Regions from separate parts of the Gossypium hirsutum genome. Here region 2 is linked to region 1. A link is a contact called in public Hi-C data. All regions are on one chromosome and are shown on one strand. The core of a region is the stretch at or near the end of the contact, and the rest is flanking DNA. Distances in the headings are between cores, read along the strand shown. Region 1 holds the start of LOC107948879 (RING-H2 finger protein ATL33). Region 2 holds the start of LOC107948901 (transcription factor AS1).

Region 1 (7,824 bases), core at 3,691-6,190:
CACAACTTAATGATGTTTAGTCAGCCAAATTAGGTCAAAAGGAGGCTGCTAACCTAAGCCCTGGAAATACCATTACTCAAAACTATTTAAGGACTTTGGCTTCCCTTTTATTTTCACTTTTTATTCTTAGTTTTTAGGTTTTTACTTTTAAGTTTTAGTTTTAGTTTTTGTTCTTGTTTTGTTCTTCGGTGGATTCAAATTGTGAATCACTCAGACACTGTCAAGGATTGCACTTCAATACAATATTTAGGATTTTTCTGCTCTCTATTTGATTTTGCAATATTTATATGTTTCAATTCAAACATAAGTTGTTTGTTAGATCCATGAGTAACTAAACCCTTAGGAAGATTAACAAGTGAATGTGGGTTTAGTTGATGACTTTTTAGGGTTTTTTAGCAGATTATTTGGTTTGGAAAGGAAGAACTTAAACCCTAGGCTTAACAACCCTAGGAAGTCATTTAGGTATATATGAACTCGAAATCGGTATAGTCTACAGTGAAAACCTTAACCCAACCCAGTCTAACCTGTGACATCGAGAGATAAGTAGTGCTTTCCGACTCTTTAGGTTAGTGGAAAGCCGAGATGCCCTACTAGGTTAATGACTAGCTGATTAGATAGAACCCAAAATAGGCGTTAACTATGAACACTGAAACGAGTTAGTCTTTTGCCTTTAGAATATGAGAATGCATAATCTTTTTTCCTCTTATTTTACTTTATTTTCATTAGTCTTATTTTCACCTCTGTTATGAATCATCGTAATATAATTTGGTTAAAGTACTAGTTAGACCTATTAGCATAGAAATTAGTATTAATTTAATCAAGTTTCCTTTGGGTATAATCCTCGGAGTACTTCCTGTACTTCGTTGTACAAAACTATATTACAACCTGACCCATATACTTGCGGACACCACCTTAATTCCTATCCTTAGTTGTAGTATTCTCACTTACATCGTTAGTATGCCAGGAGGCGATCAGCTTTATTGATGTGAACTTCATGATTAAGGTGTTGGCTAATGACTTTTGAGAAGTTTTGAATTGTTTTCTCAACAGCTGTTAATAATTCTTGATATTCTCATAATGCTCAATTGAGCCACGAACATTAGCAAGAACTTTACTCTTTATGAACATGATACTTAAGCGATTAAATCGCTCCCATTTTTCATACAAAGCAAGATCAACTTGAGTATTGGTTTCAATAATATGTGGCTCAAATTTCCTTATGGCATAATCAATATACAAACACTCCAATTGGAGAAGAATACTCTCCTTCTAGAACTTAAAGTTCTCACTAGTTAATTTAGGGATATCTACTCTATTATCAGACATATTCACAAGTTGTAAAACTGCAAAATAAATGAACATACATGTTTAACACAAATTTAAGACAAATATAAATCATAATTTACCAGTGCAAATTATGTAAATATTGAATCTAGTGACATAAAAATTGTTTGTGAGCTAAATTTTTAATTCAATTATATCCATTTTATGACAGAATAATTTATTATCTTTTTTTTCTATAAAAATTATTAAATTCATATTCATAACTCCTGTAGATAATTATGAAAATTCATCTAATAATTTTATCTTAATAGATTATGTAATAGGATTTAATATCTATGCTTTCTGAATGTGATTTTTAACTTTAATAATTTTATTTAACTAATGATGTTGTAGCTAGTCTTTAACTAAATAAAATTTTGAAAATCACTTGGTTAGATATTAATCCTTGAACTTTATTCAAGATCATTGCTAAGTCATTATGCAACATCTAATGTCTATAAACCTTATGAAATCTTTACTACAATAAATAATTTCATTTAATTAAAGTTATTGTGGCTAATTCTCTAATTAAAAAAATTATTTAGATCCCTAGACATATATTCTAAAATTTTATTGCAAAATACCTAATGCAATAAGTCTAAAAAATGTAATGCACATAAAAAATGTATGTAACTAATAACCAAATAATTCACATACAACCATTTCCTCTAGGCATAAATATTCAAACAAAAAATTTCTAAATCATTTATAAAAAAATCTTAGAAATTTTATTTTGATAAAATCCAACGATTTTGCAGAAAAGTTTGTAATAAAGACTCTCAAAAAATGTTTAAAAATAATAATTTAAAGAAACATGAAATCAACATTTTGAGAAATTTACAAACTTTTAAAACCGGACAAGATAGAGATACACTTGGCTCGGATACCAAATGTTAGCATAAATAATAATTTATAGTATAGTGCAGCAAAAAAGATCGAACATAAATACTTCTAGTTATCGCTTGAACCAAATGCCAAAATCAAATGTTGCGACACCACTGACAAGTACATCAAACCACCGATGAGGTCGTCAAATTTAGCCTACGAAAAATTGAAAATTGTCAAAGTCTTCTAAGCACTTGAAAACCTCACTAGATGGAGTATTTTTTAATTTTTAATTTTTCGGTGCTTAATGACCTTATGCTAGTTGGTATTTATAGTGATAGTTCCCATAAAAAACCACCAACTACACATCCCACTATCTCACATACAAAGATGTGGAAGTTGAGGACAGTAAAAATGAGAATGGGCAACAAAACGTAGGGTTATTCCCACGATCCATTAACGATTCCAACATTTAGGGATATTTAAATATTTTAAATTGTAATAAATAAATTTCTTAAAACTGATGATTTAGTTAAAACACTATTACTTTACCTTTTTAAGAATATAATTATAAATAAAGAAATGATATTGGTAAGATGCAAAAGTAAATTTTGTATGTGAGATAATATTAAAAACCTAAAAGAAACAAAAGGGGAGGGGAAAAAAATAACCATTGTTACTATTCAAAACACAACGACTGAAACAAATTATAGAGAGATGTTGAAGGACATTGGTAGCAATTGGGGATCCTACTCCTCTCACTAACCCTAAAGTGTTTTGTTTAGTGTTTTTTGAACACATGAATAGCAACGTCACAGCCCATATCTAATGAGTTTGGTGGAAATCACAGCACATGTAAATTAAACTCTTTATATATATATATACATATATGTTTTAATTATGTCCATAGCAAACAAGTTATTTGAGCAATTTGATATCTGCCATGTTATCATTGGATAGCAAGGGATTAGAATTTTGGGATGTGGAGCGGTAGGCTTCTTTTTGGATTTTGACCATAATACGTCTTCTATGTGTTCTTTTCATCTCGGGTTTCTTTTTAGCATATTGCATATTATATATTATTAATTTGGATAACCTTTTATTTCTTTTGAGGGCAAATATTTATACATCGTCTTTTAAAGCGTCACATATCTTTTAATTAATAAAAAGGACAAAAAAGCTTCTTAACTTTACTTTTGATGTTAAAAAAGGGTTAAAAAAAGTCTATTAACAATAATGCATTATATAATATTCTTTCTTTAAATATTTATACTCCTTACGTTAGCTTACACAGACGGTAACATTAGAGGTAACTTCGAATACATCCACCGATGGTCTTCTGGCTTATTTTTACTTTGTGATCCCATTCACATTTCTAATATCACTTGATACGAATTATTCATGTAGACCTTTAAAAGATTAAAAAATGTTAAAGCAGATTCATATAATATTACACTTGACGAAAATTGACATGTAGCAAACATGCCATCTGGCTGATCACACAAACAGATTACCTTTGTAATGTTGGTGACATGGCACTACCAAATAAGGAGACCTCTCTTATATATACCTCAACAAGCGAAGAATAAGGGATATTCTTCCCCTTTGAGCTCTCCACCAAAGAACCCATTTCCATACAACTTTCAACTATATATATTCTCCTAAGTCTTTTTTTTTTCTCCTTTCAACTTATTCTTTCGGTTCTCTACTTGTCATAGGTGAATTGACCTCTTAATAACCATTATCTTTTCTTCCTATCTCCTCCTCATTGAAATAATTTATTTATGAAATTAAAATAACTAGTATATCTAATAATAATAATAATAATAATTTATTTAATTTCTTTTTATTATTTAATGTTGAGCAAGTTAATTCACATTCCACAGCTCGTGACAACAAGCCAAACAACTGTTTTGGTTGGCATTTAAGTAATAAAAAGTTATTTAGTTAGGTATGTAAGAAAGCATCAGCACCGAGTCATCTTTCAGTTAACTGCACCATTTACATTAATTCTGCTGAAAGTAGAAATCCATCAAATGAATTTATAGAAAGAAAACTTGATGATTTTTCTGACGTGTTAGAATGAGAAATAATGATATGGAGCATAGGCTATAAATTCTATAGTCCACGATTTCATTTGCAATGATGATGGAAATGTTAGAAGGTTTAATTTTTTCTTCTTATCAACGTCACTGACTATCATCAATTACAATTCTTCTTTGGATTCACATCAAGCAACTGCTTACTTTTCTAAATATATGATAACTGAATTATTATTATTATTTGATAATGGAGTTGAGTTATCTTAGTAGAACCTAATTTCAATTTTCAAAGAAAACAGGTGGGTTTCTTCAATAATATCATTGTTAATTTGCTTGGAAGTGACCCAAAGAGAGAAAGGCAGGTTAATCAATGAAAAGAAGATATGTAATTCCATTCATTCTCTTATGACTTGGATTCTTGCCTAATATAAATTTGGGCCTGAATAATGTGGGCAACGGTTCAAGAACAAAAGTAGGTCGAGTTGCATTCATTTGGGCCTCCTTTCTTGACTTTTGCAGTCAAGATTTTAATTACCTTTATGCTTAAAAACTATATCCATAAACCAATAACATGCGTTGCTTTCATGATTTTATATGAAATTTGTCCCCACATTTCCCTTTCAATTATTGCTTTTCCAAAATACCCGAAAACTACATCTCCATTCCCCCACCACCGCCCCTAGCACCATTTCTTCCTTTACCTGTTCAATAAAAAATAATTCAAGTTTTACCATTGTTTTCTCCTTTATCATGGAGAACTCACCAACCGTTATCATGTCACAACCACCGCCGCCGCCGCCGTTCTTTGTGTCTTCGCCACCGGATTTCCAGCCTGACAACACGACTAACAGCACTATTATAAGCTCACCTCCCCCATTACCTTTCTCTTCATCACCCCAAATATACCCTCTTACAGATCAAAACGCATCCACTGTTACTATAGTGACAATCAATCAACCCCCACCTTTCCCTGATTCACCGAGAAGCATTGATTTATCCCCTCTTGAATTCATTCTCGCTCTTATGGCTGTCATAACTATCCCCGCTTTAATCTACTCTTTCTTTTTCGCCGTCAAGTGCCCTCCTTGGTCTTCCGGAGAGCGTCATCACGACAGCCCCGAAGACCTTCCCGGTGACAACCATGGGAGTAGTACTGTTGTTGAAATAACCGAGAGGAGGAGGGAGCCTGTTTCAGGTGTCAAGTACCGAAAAGAGACTCATTCTAAAGAAATCGGGAATGAGTGTCCCGTTTGTTTATCAGTGTTTGCAGATGGGGAAGAAGTAAAGCAATTGAGTGGATGCAAGCACTCGTTTCATACTACTTGCATTGATTTGTGGCTTAACAATCATAACAATTGCCCAATTTGCCGGGCTTCTGTTGCTGTAAAGAGGCCAAACAACAACCGTACGCCGCCGCCTGGTTCAGGCTCAACTAGATATAGTGATCACCATCAAGGCTTGCCAGATGCAGCCAGTTTGGTTTAATTTTTTTTAAACCCTTTATTGCTCAAATTTCAATAACTGGTAGTACTATAGAATCATGAGTCCAAAGTTGGAAATTGAGATATATTCACTTAGATTTGTCTGTGATTCTGCTATGAGAAGAACCCTTTTTGTGTGCATATTCCTTATTTTTCCAAATAGGGGTGGCCTTGTGTTGATAAATTGCAGCAAAACGCTTGTTTTCACCCACTTCATCAGTCTTGTAATTCTTTACTTGATTTACGAAAAGCATACCTCACACGCGTGATCCACGTTTTATACTTTTACTTCTCTCTTTGACACAAGTTGTATTCACCGACTGACCGTTAATGCTCAAGCTCAGTTTACATGATTGTTCCGGTAATAATTTAAAGAATACTTTAAATTAAATTAAATTAAATGTATATTATTTTTAATTTTAGATATTTTAAAGTAAGTATAAATAATTTATTAATTTTATTTGTTTTATAAAAAAAATTAGTGCATCTAAATTAAATTAAATTAAGTTAAATCACAACACAATACAAAACATAAAGGTTTCCTACGCTTCCGCTTTATCGAGGCACAGAACGTAGGATCAAATTCAGAACCCATCCACATGCTACTGCCCATCCATGCTAAGGTATTTGGGGCATTTATTACCCCTCCGTTTCAACATCACAAATTTAATTAAAGGAGAGTGTAATTATTAGGTAGTAATTTTTTTTTAATTATGAAGAATTGTAATTTTCTTTTATATGTTTGATTGACAGAGTGTAATTATATGATAGTTCTTTGTGCCATGCTTGGTAATATAAATAATAATTACATAGTTACATAATTTATATTTTTAACAGTAATAATTATTATAAAAAATTATTAATATGATAAAAATAATTTCTATTCAAGTAACACAAATTCAAATCAAATAATCATATATATTATGTTAGTCTAAAAAAATAGTTGATATTATGATTACTAATAGAAACAACAAGAAAAATAAACATCATATGCAATTTTATCTAATTGTTCTAGTCATATTTGTTGAGTTGTTTCCTCTTTAATATTTAACCTGTGCTCTTTATTATCATATGTTGGTCATTGACTGGGTTCATCATCATTTAAATTCGAACCCACATCATTAAAATTATCAAGATCTCATTCTTATTTGCATAATTAGCATCAACATTATAATACTTGAGTTCACAGTTCAAATCATATATAACTTTGATTATAAAAACTTATATAAACTTAATTTGGATATATGTTAAATCCTTTTTTTTATAATATGTAAATTAAATAAAAGTTAATCGAAAATTTATAATATATAATCTTTATAAAAATGTTTCTTAAATTGTCTAAAACTTTCATAGCACTTCTTAAAAATAATATAATTTTTTTCCGTAATTTTAGATTTTTTTTATAAATAAATATATTATAACACTCTCATAACATGTAAATTACTTTTTATAATAATTTTTTTGCCATAACTTTAGAAGTTTTTTAAGATTTAAATAATATATTTTTTGTTATAACTTTATAAAATACACAAATTATTTTTATAATATAAGATATTTTTTCCATAACCATCTCAAATACTCGTATGTGTTCATGCTTATAATATAATTTTTATAACTTGTATTAAAATAATTTTTTAAAAATTAGATTTGGGTGTTGTAATACCCCTTGCACCACCCGAGCGTTGCGTCCGAGCTACAAGATCTCACATTCGTTATCGAAGTAACTACAATCAATTGCAACATAATTTCTATTGATTCAACATATTATCTCTACTGACATGATCAATACATCGTTATCTTATAATATATTATCTTATCTGGGGTTTATATGAACTTACGAAAACTCTTTTCATAACCCGAGACCACTGGAGGACTAAACTGCAAAGTTTCAAAATGTTTCAGGCTGGAGTCGCAACTACAAGGGTGCAATGTCACGACTTCCAAAACAGTAGGTTGGTGACACAACTTGAAGACTAAAATGTAAAGTTTCCAAACTATATCGAGTTAGCGTCACAGCCTCAAATAGGAGATATCGCCATCAAAGGGGTGGTGTCGCGACTCTATAGGAAGAATACAATAATTTCAATCCCCTTTTTGGTTTCAACCAATCATTTACACAATATATAAAATTTTAGGACCTATAATGACAACAT
Region 2 (7,824 bases), core at 3,179-5,678, 850 kb after region 1:
TAAATAAATAGGTGGTAATACATTGATAATTTTTTAGTTTTATTTTTTTTTCTGGGTTTGTAAATGCAAGAAACCAAAACTCTAGTTCAAAATTATCCCACATAATGGAGATTTAGAAATAACCTATACCTTAATCTTAATTTGAATGGGATTGATTGGTGGCACAAGGGGACGATGACGACTGAAAACTGGAGCGGAGAAGGCGATGACAGTGGTGAATGTCGGTGATAGAGGAAGCAGCAACTTCACCGGCTAGTGAGCGGCACTAAGACAGTTAGGGATTTTTGGTGAAAATAGGAATTGATTTGGGAGATTTGGGAATAAGGGTAAAGGCAAAGGGATAGGGCTGTTGTATTGTAAAACACTCATAACGGCTAGGGTAGGGCCTTGGTGAATATAAATTTGTTATTAAAAGTAATTAATTTATTTGGCTAACGCCGGGTTGGGCTGAAAACTGCTCATCCAAGACTTGATCTATTTAAAAAACAGACTTAATTTTTATCTAAACTCATTTATTAGATGAGCCTTTAAGCCCGATCTGATTCATAATCAGAGTTAACAAGTTTAGTTTAATGTTTTTCTAGTCTCAATTTTCATATAATGATAAATTATGATAATTCTTGCTTTTATTACAATATATTAATAAATAAATATAATGTTGAAACAAATTTATAAATTATAATTATAATAATTTAAAAAAATTGATTGCATCGCCAATCAATTAACTCTTAAAGTTAATATAAAATTAAAATAATCGTAATAAATAATGTAATAATTAATAATTAATAAGTTGATAAAAAGTATTTCAAAGTTAAAAAAAATATTTAAAAAATATTTTTAATTAGACGGATAAAATTGATTAAAATAATTAAAACAAATACATTGATTAAAATAAGAACATAAGCATAGTTGAGTGACCATTTGTAGAGTTTACCCTTAAATTAATGCTTATGATATATGTTAATATCTATAACAATAAATAAAACAAATGATGAACGTAAAAATTTAGCACTCAAATCAACCTATTGATCAGTTTAGTTTTATGGTTATATAGATTTGGAGAAATCAATTCACCAACAACTTCAAATTCACATACCAAATCAGGCATCTTATTTCACATGCCAAATCAGACTCCTTAATATCCAGAAATTGGAATCTAAATTTAATATACTTTTTAAGAGGTGAACACAAAAGATAGAGCTAATGCTACCTTTCCCATTCAGAGTGTCCCATCCTAGAAAAACCAACTATAAATAGACTTCTATAGTAGAGAATATCATCAAAAACAATGCAGTCTGTTGAAAGGAGATGCTTGATAAATGATCTTTGCTCACTGCCCATTAGGCTCCACAACCCTGGGTCTGCACCCCGTTTGTTCAAGAAACTTGGTCAGATGCAAATGCTTTGCAGCCCATTGCTCCGCTAATTTTTGCTCCTTCGCTTCCGCATCTCTTCTTAGCCCCTCCAGTTGTTCCCTATATTCAGCTTCAATTCTATCAAGTGTACTCTTCTGCTCTTCCCTTAGAGCCTCGATCTTTGACTCTATTTCTTCCATCTTCTTCCTTTTACGGGAAGCCTTTTCTGATTCGAGTTGTAACTCTACCCTTCTTAACCTCCAGGCCGCTTCCTTTCTATGTGCAACCCAAGCACGTCGCCCATCTTCTAGCTGCCTGCAGCAGTCCATCAGTTCAGATATTAGCAGGTTCTCACTACGAGGAAACGATCCATGGGGCAGCATGTTTCCCAATACAGGGCTAGTTTCGGACATCCTCTCAGGTTGCAGCCATGGGATTGGGGGAGCAGCTGCCACCGTTGAGGGAGATAAGCTTAAAGTCACGGAAGGGGAAGGTGGTGTGACAACGGATGCATTGCTGGAATTAGAAAGCCAAGGTGGAAGTAAAGTTGGTGGTGCAGGTGAAGGTGGGTCAGTATGAAGAAAACCCCCGTTAGAAGCAGCCATGGGAAAGGCTGAGCTATGGCCCTGTTTTACTATTTTTTCGGCAAAAGTTTCTAATATCCTATCGTACTTTCCCTCCTCGACTGGCTCAACCGTCTTATGCTTCTCTTTATGTTCCCTTTGTTGCTTCTCCTTGAATACCTCCCACCACTTGCCCAGTCTTTTAGCTGTTCTACCAGGGACTTCAGCTGCAATTTTCTTCCATTTGTTGCCGTGTTTAGCTTGAAGACGGATTACAAGACGTTGCTCTTCTTCCGTAAGGGATCCCTTCTTGATACCAGGTTTGAGATAGTTATTCCACCTTTCTAAGCAAGATTTTGCATCCCTGTTCAGGGGTGTGTTCATGCGGTGTGACACAAGGTTCCACTCCCTCGGACCATATTGTTTTACGTATGCACACAACAAAGCGTCTTCTTCAGCTCTCCACCGCTGTCTCTCCTTCATTTCCAGGGGAAAACACCACTTCCCATTGCTCTGTGATCCTCATAATGTATCTGATAGATGATCAGTAAGTTTAGCCATCGCTTTGCTTATAGCCAACTGATAACAACTGGATCCAACAGCAACAAACTCACAAATAAGATAGACGGAATGACATGAGTAATCAAAGATGAACTTATAACAATGCCATAGGCTATACAACAATTCCTCCACTGCACTTTCTAGACCTTAAACAAGTATCATGACACCAAGGGTGTAAAAAATGGAAGTTAAGAGAACACCATGCCTTGCACACAACACACACCGAGATCAGAAGTGATTGAAGAATAAAATTCCAGATCTAAAAGCGGGAATCAAGAACTCCAAACACCTTCCAAATTAGCCTCACTCAGATAGTTAACAGTTTACAACATATGAAGTCTGATAGCAAATATGCATGCGGAAACCAATTGAATAACAATGTCAGAATTTGTTCCTTGCATAAAAATAAAATACAAAGGCAAAGCTAAATATAATAACACCTAAAACTCCACTAGTTTCAACTAAGAGTTGACAAACTTTCGGGTTGGCCAAGAAAAGAGATGGCTAGCCAATCATCAAAATGAGGATGCACAATCATGCTGTTAAATAAGATGTGTGGATAAATGCTGACAATTGTTGGTACAACTAGGCATTGATTATAAAGTCAAGTACAAAGTACAAGTAACATAATACTACCAATCACTGCACAGAAAGACAAGGGGAAAGGGGGGGGGGTGGAGAAACAAGACAAGATGTACTACAATACCAAAAACAAGATCAAGTATCACAAGAGGAGTGATCTTAAACAATGACTGAATGCAAAACTCAATTCTGCCATAGCAAAAGCTATCATACAGCCAGTGACAACAATCTGTAGTGGAGTCAGCAAAACAATGCGGAAAAAGATAATATATATATATATATATATACAATAATTGATAAAATGCCCAAGTTTGTGTCATATAAAACTTGCTAGCGGCCCCTGACACCGGATTACAACCTAATTGTACCGCAACAGCTGGCAATACAGAGACTTTCATCTTTACACAACTATAAACCAAATTATTTAAGTCATTAGTTAAAACTAATCTACTAAAACATCCCATAAAAATGTGTTAAAGATATAGACAAGCAAACCAAATAAGAGTCTAGTAGAGATGGTATATCGATAATCAATCAAACAGGGATGTTATGACTTGTACCAGCCCACAATATATTTATTCAACTCATCTCCCATATTTATGACACAAAATCTTCAGAAAATTACAGCTGCAGGGCAAAATAATAGGGTTCATCAGCTGATTTGTTAGACTGTAAATATTCCCAGGATAAGGACCGGGACATTACTGAAAAACCCAGTTTCAAGAACTGGGGAAAAAACAGTTTACTATGTTTAAGATTATCATCAAACAAGTATTGCTGGGAATAATTAGAAATTATGTGTGGGAGCTGCCACCAAAATCTTCAACTGAGTAAACGTTTGGCTGCCGCGAAAACTAAGAAAGATAAAAAAAGAAAGATAAAATTTTTAATAAAATTGAAGCAAAACAGAGCCTTAAAAATAGCTTCTTGGAAGCACAAAGAGAAGTCCAGAACAAGGATTAAACAGATAGAGAAAATGTGAAATAAATACTTAAAAACTAATGGAAAAAACAGGATAAAAGAGCTCACCATATTTTCTTTGAGTTCAAGTGCCCAAATTTAAACTTTGTGTTGGTTGCATCTTCAAGCTTACAATCTCCGACAAGAACAGCAAAGGATTAAGGAGAACATAAAATCAAAGCCGACAGTCCAAACAACCAAAACACACAAACTCTCTCAAGCAAAGGGGGATGGATGGGGGGAGAAAGATAATAAAATGAGAAAAAAAAAAGAAAAGAAAGAAGGGGGAGGGGGGGACTATAGTCCGCGTTTCGCGGCACAAGGAGACGAGTATGATGTAGACTCGACCTTCTGCTCCGCTCAGAAGCACCTCTCAGATGTCAGTGATACGTTACGTCCCTTTTTCTCTTTATTTTTATATTTATTTATTACTTTTAACTCTATTATAATTTCCTCTTTATTTAATTCAATACCTAAAAAAATTGCTTTTCTTGTTTGTTTTTTTAGAATTTTATGAAATTTTATTTTTTTATCTAATTATAGTTAAAAAAATAAATTTCAAAATTTAAAATAACAAAAATTCAGAATTCTTTTCGAAGAATTTTTGACGTTTTTATAATTTTTGAAATTTAAATTAACAGGTTAATTTTTTTAAGGATTTTATGATTTTTTAACTTTTACATAATTATAAATTTAAAAATATTTTTATAATTTAAAAATAATTAATTAATTTTATGAATTTTAAGAACTTTATGATATTTTTATAATTTTTTAAAAATATTATTAAAAAATTGTAAAAAAGATTAAATAAGATATTTTAACAATAGTCCAAGATTAAATTAGTTAATGTATCATATCATTCTTTCGTTAATACTGTAACGACAATTGATGGACGAATGATTTAGTTATAAAAAAATAACTAAAATTTAATGACTATTTTTTGTAGTTTACTCAACAAATTACTTTGCTTGTTTTTTATTTTTTATTTATTTTGATATCTCAAAAATTTAATTTATTATCTAATTACACTTTTTTTAAAAATTATTATTCAAAATATTTTTTTATGAGTATATTGATGGGTGTAAGTTTTTTTTAAAGGTGTTGAATGAAATTTTAGTTTTTTATAGTTTATATTTTTATGATTTGTAAAAGATTAAATTGAATTTTTATAATTTTAAGGAGGTTAAAGTATAATTTTACTTTTATTAATTTAAAATTTTTAAAAAATTTCAAGAATCTAAAATAAAATTTTTTATTTTAAGGAGGGCCGGGGCGATGTTAGCCCCGGCTACGCCCCTGTTGAATAGGGGTGTGCATAATTCGGGTAAAACCGAAAAAATTCGGTTAACTGACCGATTAACCGAATTCGGCCGGTTAACCGAATTTTTTCGGTCGGGGGTCGGTTAATTTTTTTATGATTTTTCGGTTAACGGTTAATTCGGTTCGAAACCGGTCGGTTAACCGAAACCGAAAAAATTAATAAATAAAATTATCCAACCCAACCCAAACTCAATTACCCAACCCAATAAAACTAAAACTAAAGTTTACCCAATTACCCAATCCAATAAAACTAAAACTAAAAGACAACCCAATTTACTAAAGTCTAAAATCCAATTTACTTTAATAATTTATAAATTTTTTAAATTTTAAAAATAAAAAATAAAAAAATTCGGGTATTTTTCGGTAATTCGGTTAATTCGGTTAATTCGGTTAATTCGGGTAATTCGGGTAATTCGGGTAATTCGGGTAATTTTTAACCAAAAATAAAAAATACATAATTTTCGGTTAATTCGGTTAACCGACTTTATTAACCGAAAAAATTTCAGTTCGGTTAAATTTTTTTTAAAAAAAATCGGTTCGGTTAACGGTTAAAATTTTTGGAAGGTCGATTAATTCAGTTATAGTAATTTCGAGTCGGTTAACCGGTCGGTTAACCGAATGAACACCCCTACTGTTGAATGCTACAATTAAAATTTATTGTCTAATTATTTCATAACTATGAAAAAACATTAGTAGGAGCATGGGCGTATTTTTCAATATTTTCCTTAAGAATCTTATATTTTGTTGTTACAAATAAGTAATTGATTTGATATGGGTGTCGATGTCGAGACGACTACTTTATTGTATTTTACTGTTATGAATAGTTATTTGACTTGATGGATTAAGAACTAGACACCTTATAAAAAAAAAATCATTCCAACTACTTGCAAAATTTCTACAACTTAGTTAATTATTTTAAGCGCCTTTTTCTTTTCATGAATTAGTTATCATTAGTTTTTTAACCAATATTATATTATTTAACTGTTTTTGGAGTGAATATTTTGTTCTTACAAATTATTAAATATGTTCACCTTATGATATAAGAAAATTATGTTATAGTATATGGTTGCAATTATAGTGAATTTTGTTGGATTATTTGCTATTAAAAATTATAGAAACCATTAGAATTGTTACGTTATTATTGTTGTTATATTTATTGAATATATTTTATAAATGGTATAAAGAAGTTAATTTTATTGGATTCTTTGCTATTAGAATTATTTTCGAAAGTTAATATTTATTAGTCTTTATTTGCAAAGATGGCATATTGATTTTAGAAATAAATCCATTTAAAGGGAAATTTGATTTCATCTAATGATGAAGTCTTATTCTAATCAGATATGACTTTTAACATGACTATTTAGAGTGATTGATACATAAACGGTTAGAATTATTTTCGAAAGTTAATATTTATTAGTCTTTATTTGCAAAGATGGCATATTGATTTTAGAAATAAATCCATTTAAAGGGAAATTTGATTTCATCTAATGATGAAGTCTTATTCTAATCAGATATGACTTTTAACATGACTATTTAGAGTGATTGATACATAAACGGATAGAGTGAAATTTATTAACCAAGCTATAAATTTTTAAACTTAAAAGATTAGTCAACTTGCAATGATTTTTTGGATGAGATCCAGACATTTATGAGTTGAGATGTTTGCATAGTGTTTGTGGAACCATCTCTTAGCTTCAAAATGCATTTTGAATAACTCGATTTTGAGTTTGGGAACTTAAGTTATGACAGTTTTAGTGACGACTGCACGACCAGAATTTTTGGATGAGATTATTACAGGAAATTGTGAGTTTCGGGCTCTAATTCGAGTTTAAATCATATTGAGTTTGAGTTTAAGGCCAAATTTTTATTATATATGAGCCCGCTATTGTATCTATTAGGTTTTATTATTTTATTATTTATTTATTTATTCCGAGTTTTAGGATATTTAAGGTATTTAAAGTTGTTTAGGAGTTTTATATTTCTTAGTTAACAAGAATATTTAGTTATACTAACACTACTTATTTAGATTAATTGAAGTTCATTATAATTGAGAGTTTTATTTGGATGTAATTAGTTAGCCTATATAAAGGCCTCTTTATTGTTCGTTAAAGGGGGAAAAAATAAGATTGACTCAATTTTATTCGAAGGATTATTTCTTGGAGGGTTAATTAGAGTCATTAATTAAATTTGTTGAGGTTTATATCTTAGAATGTTTAGTTGGACAACTATCTTCTATCCATATCCATCAGTTTATTTGATCCATCTTCCACCTTTTAATTTTTGTTTTCTTTATTTATCTATGATTTGAATTTTTATTTTTTATTTCTAAATTTCTTCTTTTAGTTGTTTTTGTTTTCTTTGTTTCTAAATTTGTTTTTTTTTCTTTCAGGTTAGATTTGATTTTTTTTAGTTGAACAACTTGAATACAATTGTGGTCTGCTATCCCGTATCAGTGATGCTTCCTTTGAGAACATGAAAAGAAT

Evidence for each region. Hi-C and Micro-C count contacts between places; a contact is called where the count stands out from the background.
Region 2: a Hi-C map of leaf shows a contact between it and region 1, with 1.9 times the contacts expected there. The contact joins the promoter of LOC107948901 here to the promoter of LOC107948879 in region 1. A contact is called at or near these places in 2 of 34 Hi-C or Micro-C datasets (callus and leaf).

Annotation. Positions count from the first base shown.
Region 1 is chrA04:72,098,484-72,106,307 of Gossypium_hirsutum_v2.1, forward strand. It overlaps LOC107948879 (RING-H2 finger protein ATL33), which reads left to right and starts at 4,941. Exons shown (of 1, transcript XM_016883533.2): 1 at 4,941-5,675. The coding sequence starts at 4,941. The coding sequence ends at 5,675.
Region 2 is chrA04:72,945,526-72,953,349 of Gossypium_hirsutum_v2.1, forward strand. LOC107948901 (transcription factor AS1) reads right to left here and starts at 4,429. Exons shown (of 2, transcript XM_016883559.2): 1 at 4,091-4,429; 2 at 1,026-2,507. The coding sequence starts at 2,401. The coding sequence ends at 1,331.